Regions from separate parts of the Bactrocera dorsalis genome. Here region 2 is linked to region 1. The links are chromatin contacts, called in public Hi-C maps. All regions are on one chromosome and are shown on one strand. The core of a region is the stretch at or near the end of the contact, and the rest is flanking DNA. Distances in the headings are between cores, read along the strand shown.

The links. A called contact is a pair of places that touch in the nucleus more often than the background predicts.
Region 2: a Hi-C map of whole body shows a contact between it and region 1, with 9 times the contacts expected there. The contact joins the enhancer-like site here to the promoter of LOC105233616 in region 1. A contact is called at or near these places in 2 of 2 Hi-C or Micro-C datasets (both in whole body).

Annotation. Positions count from the first base shown.
Region 1 is chr4:67,695,200-67,701,338 of ASM2337382v1, reverse strand. It overlaps LOC105233616 (transcriptional regulator ovo), which reads left to right and starts at 2,911. Exons shown (of 4, transcript XM_049454395.1): 1 at 2,911-4,004. The coding sequence starts at 3,392.
Region 2 is chr4:67,763,910-67,770,048 of ASM2337382v1, reverse strand. No RefSeq gene overlaps it. Among protein-coding and RNA genes, the nearest start is that of LOC105233616, 69 kb to the right of the region's middle. Within about 2 kb of position 3,283, the one cell type or tissue checked has open chromatin away from gene starts, as enhancers often do.

The sequences.
Region 1 (6,139 bases), core at 1,662-4,161:
GGCTTAAAGGGATAAATAAGTAAGTAAGACGAGACTCTAAGAGTATTAATACGTCGAGGAAAATGTAAAAGTTTTAGCTGCTGCAGTAGAAGACTTAATAAAGAACATTTTATTTGTTTCAACTCCCTGTAAACTCCCTACAAAATATATACAATGCAAATACATAATCTTAAAAACAGCGAAAGAATAATATAACCACCAATATATTTAGTTACCATTCCTTCCTCAAAGAAGCTTTCATTGCTTAAATCAAAATCGAAAAGCGAAACCACGCTGCACTCACTTGAAGAAAACTAACCTATTATCTACGGAAACACACACATACAATCGCGCTCAACAAAAGCAAAAACTGCCAGCGACTACCAAACATCCAATTTTCTTCCAATCCTTATTGCACAACAACAACTTGCGGTTACATACATACACACGAGTATGGGAAACCACGAGCTGCCTGCCTTAAATTTGGCCAAAAGCGAAAAACCACCAAGAACTGCAGCGATAAACATGCAACAAGCCAAGAGGCCAAAAAAAGAAACTATTTCGAAGAACAACAATAAAAACAAAAATAAAAATCAATCTAAACACCAAAAAGACCGCAAATGGCTAAAATTCAGAGTCAAGAGCAATAACAAGAAAAACATCGTTAAAGCAAGAGTTATATGCCAACACACACACACACACCAACACGACGAAAAGTGCTGTATGAAGTAACAGCTCAGACACCATCGCGGCCGAAAACGACGAAAATGCAGAAAAACACAACAACACAGCAACGCCAACTTGCCGGCAATAATAGAGACACACAGCGGAGTGGTTAAAAACGAAGCTGAAGAAGAAGAAGAAGAGCAGCAAGCAACAAGCTGAATACTAACGTACAACCTGCACAACAACAACAGCAGAAACCAAAAATAAAAAAAACCTGGCACAAAGGTAATACAAGTATTACCTCTACCTTGACTCTGAACTATGAAGCCGCGACCGCTGGCTGACGGCACGGCCGGCGAAGCCAAATTCAAGTCGGAATAAAGCCGCAAATCAAGAAACCAAAGCAAAACTACGAAAGAAAAACTAAGCAAGCATACAAATGCGAAGCAGACCTGAAGCCAGCGGCACTACGCGGCGACGAGACGGGCCGCGACGAAGAGTTATACGCGTATGACAAAAACATGTGGTTGAAGAGCAAACACAAACAACAAAACAACAACCGTACATTGGAGCTACCGGCCATTACAGCTAGAGCCGAGCGGGCGCTCAGCTGAGTAACTGTATGCGAAGAAATCAACAGTGAGCAGCGCAAGAGCGCGAGCACGCTACACACACAATGAATGAGAGAGCGCCAGTTGGGAAAATCTCCAATAAGCGGCTAACAGGTGAGACAGCGCGAAATGAGCGAGTATGCGTGCCGAGACGCTACAACAGCAACACACAGCGACAATCAGAAGAAACAGTAAAGACAGGTAAAATGCTAAAACCGTTAAACACAAACACACACGCATAGACAACAACACATACAAACAAATACAAAGAGCGCGACAGCAGAGAGCAGCACACAAGGAGGCCGCAGCAAGCAAACAACCCCAAGCACTTGCAAGCGGGAAGTTGTGGGCTTACCTGAGCCAAGATCACCTGCACTCAGCACCAATACACGCACAGGCGCTGCTGCTGCTGCTGCTGCGTCAACCCACTTGGGCACGCAAACGAGGCTTGGCAGAGAGCGCTTGGTTTGGCTTAGAACGCTGATCGGCCGAATGTCGCGCTCAGTTCTAACCGCATACGCTGCTCGTACGTTACACTGCGGCTTACGGTGTTTTTCTGCATTTACAACAACGACAACAACATAGCATAAAAATATATTAGTGACAAAAGTAAGAACTTCTAACAACGGCACACACACGCACATACGCACAACCGCTTAGTTCTTATAATAAAATAAGTGTTCGTTGAAAAGACGAAGTAACGACGACGGTCGCCAACGATCGAGCGGCCGTGTAAAAGTGCCGATGCGCCACCGTTGCCCGACATTGTCGGCGTTGAGCTACACTTTCTACACACTTGCGCCTAAACTCACACACCTGTGTGTCTACGAGTGAGTGTGAGTGTGTGTGGGTATTGGATGAACCGCTGCTGCTGATTGACGGCGTCGACAGCGTCGACAGCGTCCGCACAACGGGCCGACTTTGGACTAACTGCTTGTGCGCGAGTACCGCTGGAATACAGTAAGAGACGATCCAGCGTTGAGGATACACGCGTGTAGCGCTTCCAAATCGCGTTCGTCGCTTTGCAATAATCAAACTAACAGTGCATCATCATCACTTGATCTTGTTCTTGAAGTTCTAAGTTGAAAAGCAAACACATACATACATACACACATATAAGTGCCTATACATTTGTGTAGCATTGAAATTTCCTACTGCCAGAAAACAACGCAAGGAAACAGAAACAAGCGCAAGGCATTAAGCAAAAGGCTGAAAATCGGAAAATAGTCCAAGTGAAGTGAATATTTGTGAGAAGTGAAAAATATGAAATTTTTATAAGAAAATAAAGGATTATTAGCCGCGAGCTTAGCAAAGAAAGAAGTATAAAATAAATTGAAAAAAATTTTCAAACAGTTTTTGATAAAAAAAATTATTAAAATATAATTTAAAAAATATTGAAAAACAGAAATACTAATAAAAAAACAAAAGAATTTAAAAAAGTGAACAAATATTAATTAAATAAACGAATATCGAATTTATATTCGTCCTCAAAACGGAAAACTGCCCGAACAGTAAATCTAACACTAGAACTGTGTTCAAAAAATATTGAAAAAAAATTTAAAAAACTGAAATACAATAAAAGTGTGTTCATAAATTTCGGTGAAAAAAAAATAATTTAAAACAAAAAAAAATTTATTTAAAAAAATTTAAGAAAAAAAAATTGAGAAAAAAAATTTGAAGAAGAAATTTTGAGAAAAAAATTTTCCACAAAAAAATAAATTTTGAATCCAAAAACAAAATTTTGTGTTAAAAATAATTTTTTAAAAAATAAAAAATTTCAAAACACAAATTTTTTCAAAAAATAAAAAAAATTCAAAAACGAATACTTTGTGCAGTGTACGAAATGGCGCACACGCGCAGTCAACAAAAAGTTAAATTTTGCAAAAATTACACATAAGTAAACGCATTGAAAAATTCCAAAAATTTTCAAAAAGAATTTTCCAACACAAACAACAGCTGTGCACGCCAATATAGCGGCACTTGCAGCTCCAGCAAAAACACACAGCGTGGATTAGTGTTTTGCTGGCAGTGACTATGACTACAACATACCAAACCCAGTGAAAAGAGAAAGAAAGTTAAAGCTAATAAAAAAAACTTAAACTTTTTGCCCAAAACGAACACACACAACCGTTAAAATGCCGAAAATTTTTCTCATCAAGAATCGGCTGCACCAGCAGCAACAACGCCTGCTGGAATCACAGAATCTGTTGCAGGACAAAAACGAAGATGATCGCCTCGTGCCACCGTTGAGTCCTTCACCACCGGTGGGCAACGGCAAGCCGAACACATCGTCCATTGCCACACGTTCATACACGCCGCCAGCACGGCACCAACTCGGTCTACATGGTAGCTATAGAGCGCACACAACGCCCTCGCCGCCAGCACTCGTACCGGCACCGGTGCAGCCGCCCAAGACGCCCGAGCCGCTGGGCAAAGCTGAGGTAGCCACTGCCTTGCTGGTGGACAAGCGCAGCACATCGCCCACAACAGCAACGGCAACAACAGTGTCGGCAGTTATTGAGGATACGCAGACAGCCAATGTGACAAGTGAGGAACCAGTGAATCTCCTGGTGAAGCCGACCACAACAACAACAGAAACAGCAGAAACAACTGCGCCAAATACACCACCGCTTTCGCGCAAGCGCTTCCATCATCGCCGTTACTATTTCGGCCAACAACAATTACAACTACAACAACAGCAGGAGAAGAAATTACATAATGTTGATAAAGATGCTGACGCTGCTGAAGGTAAGTCGCAGATTTTTACTCGATTTTTTTGTTTCTTTGTTCTGTGAAGTGTTGTTGTAGGTTGGATATATAGATTATATAGATTCGAAAAGAAGATAAATTTAATTTTTTTTATTAGGCTTCTTTTTTTATGCGTATGTGCTGCTCTGGGCTTAAACAGACACATTTGCCATGGTTTTATAGGCGGGACACAAAAGACTTAAGCAACGAACTTCGCTGCAAATAAAGTGGAAAATTAATTAATTTTAATAAATTCAAAAAAGAATTCCCAAAAATAATAAAAACAGTGAACATTTTTTTGAATTCAATATTCAAATGTTTTAAAAACATATAAAGAAAAAAGTAGTCCATGCAAGTTCGTGTCTTAAGTCTTTTGTGTTATTTTTTTCTTAAGAAAAATTTTAGTTCCCTAAAAATATGGCTTTCAGAGAATCAAAGTTATATTTTTTGATAAAAAAAACTGTAATTAGTTCCCTGACTAAGGTGATGAGTTCTCTTTCCCAAATAAAATTAATGGAAATACGACAACCAATAGAATCAAAACATATTTTTTGAGGAAGAAACATTAAAAAAATAATCATTTTCCGCAAGAATATGAGTTCAAAAGTAAATAAGCATATTTTAGAAAATATACAAAATTGTATTTCATATTTTAAGCAAAATTTTTATTGACCCTTAAAGCCACTTATGCTATCATTCTTATCCATTATTGCTAAAAGAAACAAATATTTAGTGTTTAATGGAGCTCAAAATTATTTAACAAATCTAAAAATTAATATTTGCAGTTTTAAGTCAAATCTGAAAAATTTTAAAAACACCAAAATTTAATTTTTCCCAATAAATAATTTTTTTTAATGCTAAATGCGCTTCCAGTCGCGCTAGCCTGCTCACTGCATATATACTTCCAATTCCTGCTCTACAACAAACATATATGTATTATTCTAAAAATATTTTTATTTATTTTCTGAATATTTGCATAAAAAATTGAAAGCATATTCAACTGCGTGTCACTCTCGTTTTGACGCAAATATACCGTTTATTTTTATTTATTCATCAAAAGTTTATATAAGGAGTTGCTTAATACTATGTGTCTAAACAAGTTCGCTGCTTAAGTCTTTTGTACAAAAATAGATTTTCGACTATTTTTGAGAGCAATGCTATAAACACGTTGTTAGAACACAATTATCTATGCAAAAACACGAAAAATAGCAAATAAAAACAACATAAATATAAATAAAGAACAAATTGCTACAAATGAGCGAAACAAAAAATTAAAAAGTAATTAAAAAATATTTTCAACGAATAAAAATGCTGAAAGTCATTGACGCACAGGGAATTTATCGAATTAGAAATGAGAGCTAGATATCTGCAGGTTTAAAAAAAATAGCAAATTTCCATGCAAAATACTTTTTTCGAAATAATTAAGCCATATTTGCTTAATTAAAATATTTTTAATGAAAAAAATTTCTTAAAATTTATTAAAATTAACGTAATTAAAAAAGTATATTTATATAACCATAAAAAAGAATTTGAAACTTTTTTTGATTACAAGAAAAAATTGGAATTAAAATTAATTTTTTAAGTAAAATTAATTTTTTAAATTACATAATAATTTAGTTAAAAAATGATATTAATTTTAATTTAAGTATATTTTTATAATTAAAACACAGGAAAAAATTAAAAAAAAAATATTTAAAAAATTATTAAAATTAAAATTAATTAAAAAATATATATTTTTGTTCACAATTATTATTTTTCAATATTTTTTGCACATAAGACATTATTTCAATTAATGTAAATTTTTTAAGTAAGAATAAGTTTTTAAGTTAAACAATAATTTAATTTAAAAAAATTTTTGATTTAAATTTAAAGATAGTTTTATAATTGCAAACCAAAAAAATAATTAAAAAAATTACTTAAAAAAATTATTAAAATCAACTTAATTAAAAAATATGTGTACATATTTTTTTACATAAAAAGTTATTTTAAAATATTGTTTTTGTGTAAGAAAATATTTTAATTAAAGTAAATTTTTTAAGTACGACTAATTATTTAAGTTGAATAATAATTTAATTAAAAAATAATTACAATTTTAAATAAAATATTTTCTAAATAATATTTTTAATTTAAAATAT
Region 2 (6,139 bases), core at 2,034-4,533, 68 kb before region 1:
AAACTGATTGCCAAATGGCCAAAATCGAAATTAAATGGCTGTCATTAAAACTTTGCCGCCGCTTGGCATGTGCAAAGGTGCGTACATTAGGGCGTCGGGCCTCCATGTGGTTGGTGGGCGCAGACAGCCAAATTGCCAGTTACATGTTTGCATACGAAAGGGATGCGTTTAATATATCCGGTCGTCTCTTCGGGGTTACTTTTTGGCTAAGGATGAGTAATAAATTAGTAAGTTAAGCAAAGGTCATGAACTCCACACCCTTTGGGCTTACGCTTTATTAAGTTCATTGACATTTTGGATTTTGGTATTACGAAACATTCTTTTAACATTAACTCGAAGGAGAAGTATGGCATGTCTATGGTAAAATTTCTTCAAAAAATATTTCAGACAGTTTTGTGAGAGCTTGGCGTCAAAGAAAGAAAACAGAAAATCGAGACTTTTTTCAATATTTCTTAATTTATTAGATCTGCTTGGTAAAGCCTAACAATAAGTATTCAAATCTTAAATCTGTTTAAAAACTAAAGAAGTTCAAGAATGTGAATTTACCAAGGCATTAGCCATTGGGTTTGGATGTTCGCGAAGTTTAGAAATATATCTCATTATGTTGTCCTCTATCTCCTTCTTCACCATAGGAATATCAAGATCTTTATAAATGTTTTCATTATGCATGTACCACGGCCCACCGGTGATTGTTCTAAGCATTTTAGATTTGAACCTTTCAATTATATCAATGTTGGTTACAGAGGTTCTTCGAAAACGGCGGATATGTGTGTCAGACGAAAATTTTAAATAATCTGTATGGGCCTAATACTGCAACATCTAATTATCAGCAGATTTTAGTTTCGTCGATTCCGCTTTCAAAAATTTATTATGAAATATACCCCCGCTTCTGAAGACCAATTAACAAAAATATCAAGAAATTAATGGAAATTGTCAAGCGCGACCTTTATGTAGGCACTTTTCATTTCCCAGTAGCAAAACAATCACTTGGACCGAATTTCCTTCTGTGAATCCCAACAAGACGAAATTGTCATCAAACAAACAGTCGTCGCACTCGCGACTTTGCTCCCACGTTACTCTTGACCGTCATAACTTTGAAGTTGTAGATAATTTCGCCTATTTTGTCTAACAGTAATGTCAGCCTCGAAATCCAACGCAGAATAACTCATGCCAACAAGTACTACTTCGGACTGAATAGACAATTGTAAAGACCTCTCACGAAGAACAAAACAATAATTCACTCATTGTTCCCGTCCTGCTATATGGTGCAGAGGCATGTACGATGACAACATCTGATGAGTAGACGTTATGAGTTTTCTAGAGAAAGATTCTGCGCAAAATTTATGGTTCTTTGCGCATTGGCAGCGGCGTATATCGCATTCGATGGAACGATGGGCTGTACTACAGCTCTGAAAATATTCAAAGAAAGAGAAGACCTCCACTCCGTTGTAGAATTCCGCTGGAAATGGACGTGGCTGCACTTGGAATCTCAAATTGACGCCAAATTGTGAAAAGAATAATCGACTGGCGCGCTATTTCTAGCTCGCTAGCGCGGGATAAAGCAATCACGAAATTTTTCCATCAATAAATAGATTGTTTTGGTAGATGTAAGGCATGTGGCGCCGGCCCATATTGGCACAGAAGGTTTTCCACATTAACAGCCTTCCATTTAGGCACAAAAAAGTCGTTAGTCACGGCTCTATATGGACTCCCATTGACTGCCATTTTGAAAAAATGTGGGGCGTGACCTTATGAGGATTTAATGGCGTTTCAACGATAGCTTGTGGATGATTATTAGCACTCCAAGTTCCACAATTTTTTTGATTAACGTATCCATTCAACCAAAAGTGAGCTTCATCGTTGAACAAAATCTTCTTGTGAAAATTGTCACCTCTTTTTGAACCCATTCAGTAACTAAGTAAGTAAGTAGATTAAGTCTGTTACCTATGAAGTGGAAAACCAAAATGAGTATTAATAAAGTAGTACTTGCCGAAAAAACCATTGTCACACTGAGTACTACAAGTCTAAAAGAACAGCCTGAACGATGAATGAAATGTTCTCACAAGCTGTAAATAGCATTATAATCAACCTTTGATAATTGATTGAACATAGCGCACGGTAGAGAGAAGATTCACAGGACTTTAATAGAAAGGCTTTAGGAAAGCAATTATTCTGACACTTGTTCTGAACCACTTAATTCTTGATCAATATTCTAAGCATGGATACCTGAGTTAATATCCATTTGCTTTCATTCATTCAGACTGTTTATTTATTTAGTATAAAAATATTTTGTTAAAAATATGTAACTTCAACCAAAAATGCAAATAACATCCCTTTATCGTTGCAATCCACATTAAGTGCCTTCAAAGGCGACTCCTTACTTTGAGGTTTCCAAATCTCATGCCATCAGCGGCTTACAATTCAAAACCATTATTAAGCATTTTTCGCAATTAAAATTTGTATAACAAATATTTAACAACTTCATTAATCAGTTGGCGGCCGAAAAAAAATATTTCTTTGTTTGTGGCAAGAGATAAACACTACACCAGAACAATAACAGTAAAGCAGCAATCATAATTGATCACCATAAAGTGTGGAATGTGACTCAGATTTGGTGACCAATGCGAAAAACACACCCACAAAAGAATGTCGGAGCCGAAAACTGACTGTAATTTTATTTATCGCATACACCCAAGCCACAAACAACAACACAAAAACAATAAAGTGCTGAATGACAACAAGAAAAAAACAGAGGAAGAAGAAGAAGAATAAGAAGAAGCAGGCGCATGCGTAGTTTAAGGGCAATGAGCGAAGGAGCAAGGCGCAGAAGTTGAGAATTCAACAAAAACAATACTAGCAACAACAAGCATTAATAAAATTTGCATGTACAATATGAATTTCGGCAGCCGAAAAATGACAAAAAGACGCTTTCTTCTGGCAGTCGGCGACAAAGAACAACACGTACGAGCGCGAATTGCTCGCTAGAGTGCGGAGAAAGAACGCTCTTCACCTTCGCCTTGGCTGAAAACAGTTAGCGGTGAACACCACCCACTCACGCGCCGCCACCGCCGACGCTCACAAGAGCGAAGAGCCCTGCTCACTACAAATACACACACATCCAAGCACACATATACACATGCAGGCATTTACGTAATAAGTGATCACTTTTGACGGCGGCGAGCGAGTGTAAATTTTTATGGCCAACAAAGTGAGCAAACACACTTGAAGTACAAATGTCTGTATGTAAATAGCGGCAATCGAGCGCTTTTTATAGCCACACAGCCGCACACACAGGCAAGTGTACTTATGTATTTGGCCGTGTCTGTCTGCTTGTGCGTCGTCTGTGTACATTACGGTAAATAAATAAAAGTGATCAATTCATTTTCGTTTACGCCGCCACAGACACGTACTACTGCTGTCATAATATACACATTGTTGTTGTTGTTTTTGTTGTTATTTTCTACTGTTATACCTTCTGTGGACTTGTTTTCCTGTTCTTGTTCATATTATTGCCATTTAACTGGGTATTTCGCGAATTTACAAAACATGTGCACGCAGACGCCATAAAAAAGTGAAGTAATTTAAAATAACAACAGCAACAACAATGCACAAATACGCGTTGAACAGCCCACGGCGCTTATGAAATGGTTTTTGGTAATTTTTTTTTTCTCCTTGGTCCGAGAAGGTAGAAGGTGCGTGGTAGGAGGGCGTGTAGTGGTATATGTGCGTATGAGGTGATGGGAGAGCAATTTGTGAGTGCATATTTACATATGGAGATGGTACATATAGCGTTGTGTTTGTATTTGTGCGCCAATTAATTTCTTATTCATTCTTTAGTGTTATTTCTTCAAGTGCTTTTATTTGTAAGGAGCTTATTTATTTCAATTAGCTGTGGAAGGTAGGAAAGGTACTTCAAAGCAATAATTTCTATAGAAATTTCATATCTCAATATTCTTTTTGTGTGTCCAGCAAAAGTGGCCTATCCTTTAATGACAGACAAGCACAGGGTGGCTGTTAAATATATAGTATATATATATAAAGTGCATTCGGAGATTTTTTCGTTGGGTGAAATTATTTAACAAAGAAGTTTCACTAAATTTTGTGTGAGGAATAAAATGTCTGGTGCAGAAACATTCAGAATGTTGGAAGAGGCCTTCGGTTTTGATTGGTAAAAATTATTTAAAGAGGGCCGAGAACGCGTTGATGGTGAACCACTTTCAGGACGGTCAACATCAACTGACACCCAACGGTGCGTAAAAGTGTTAAGAATGGAGCCAGCGCTTTGGTTTTTTTTTTCACAAGGTATACCTTAGCTCAAATACCGTATTTTTGTAAAGTTTTATTCCGCTATCATCATTGGTTCCTAATGTATATATTATACAGAGAAGGCATCAGGTGGAATTCAAAATAGCGTTATATTGGAAGAAGGCGTGGTTGTAAACCGAAATCGGTCGAGTAGTTCCTGAGATATGGTTTTTGGTCCATAAGTGGGCGACGCCACGCCCATTTTCAATTTTTAAAAAAAGCCTGGGTGCAGCTTCCTGCCGCCATTTGTGTTTCTGGCGTTTTTGTTAGCCGGTTAACGCACTTTTAGTGATTATCAACATAACCTTTGTATGGGAGGTGGGCGTGGTTATTATGCGATTTCTTCCATTTTTGAACTGCATATGAAAATGTCTGAAAGAAACGACCCTGTAGAGTTTGGTTGACATAGCTATAGTAGTTTCCGAGATATGTACAAAAAACTTAGTGGAGGGCGGGGCCACAAACTATGAAACTGAAATCCAATATCAAGTAGACTACATATGACCAACAGAATTCGTTATATTCATGGACGCGTCAAGAGTAAAGTTATCCTCTTTTTGATAATAAAATTTAACAATTAATTAATGAACTGAGAAAAATATTTGATATGTTGAGCGAAGGAAGGAGGCCACTTAAAATACCTGAAAATTATATTCGAAAATGTTTCATCAAATCATACCAACTAATGTTATTCAAAAATTTTAACTTCAGCGACTTCAAAATATGTACTTTTATTCGTTTTTCACAGTGGCAGTGTTTACTGACTCACCACGATGTAAAGAGAACAAAGCAACCAAAATAAAAGAGAGCAAAAGTTAAGTAAACAACTTCAGCATTAAAATATATTTTTATTTATTTTTTAGGTTGCGTACAGAACTGAGCTGACATTTATGTTTTTGCTTTTCGTTTCATTAAATACTGTTTTGAATTTTGATTTTTTGTGTTATTTTGACTGCTTCCCCTAAAATGGCATGCGTCCCCATTTCCTTTATAAGTATGTGCACGGGGGCTCATATATTACATATTTGTATATATACTTACATTTGTAATGTTAATGAAATAAATTCTAAGCGGAAGGTTCGCTCTCATAACTAAATAACTGTATGTAGGTGTTGAATAATAAACAAATTACATATCATATATATATATATATATATATGTATATTAGGGTGTTTTTTTTTTTTTTTTTGAACTATTAATTTTTTTTAGTCCCGTCACGAAAATTTTAGCCCTTAATATTAAAATTAAGAACTGGACCAAGGACTGGAAAATTTTTCCATAAAAAATACACTACAATCGTGAGTTTTTATCTTTAAATTCCTACAGATCAGAGGTATTTTACGGCATCGCTTTGACTTTAGAGGCATATTTCTCAGAATTGTTCACTCTACAAAAGTGGCCAGCACAACAAAGTCGTAACTCACACCGGCGAGGTAGTATGGAGCTCTAACTCCAATTTTTCCAAGAACTTCGCATTTTTTTGTATATACATATCTCTTAAAAGACAGGAGCTATAGAAAAAATGTTCATGGCAAATTTGTAGGAAATTTTATTTGCTATGAAAAGTTCCGAAGTCAAAGTCGCTATCATTAATACTTCTCAAGATATTCAGCTTTTTAAGTAATGTAAAGTAATAATGGTTTTTAGAATTTTAACTTCAATTTCAGTCATCAAAAATACTTTTCGGCTGAATTTGCAATAAATACCTGTATATGAACTTTGCCACTTTCGACGTCCTACTCATAAACCTAAATCTTGTCACATGTAAAAACCAGGTTGATGAATGTAGGATTGGATCCTCAGCTATGTGCTCAAGCATTCCTTCTGTAACCTT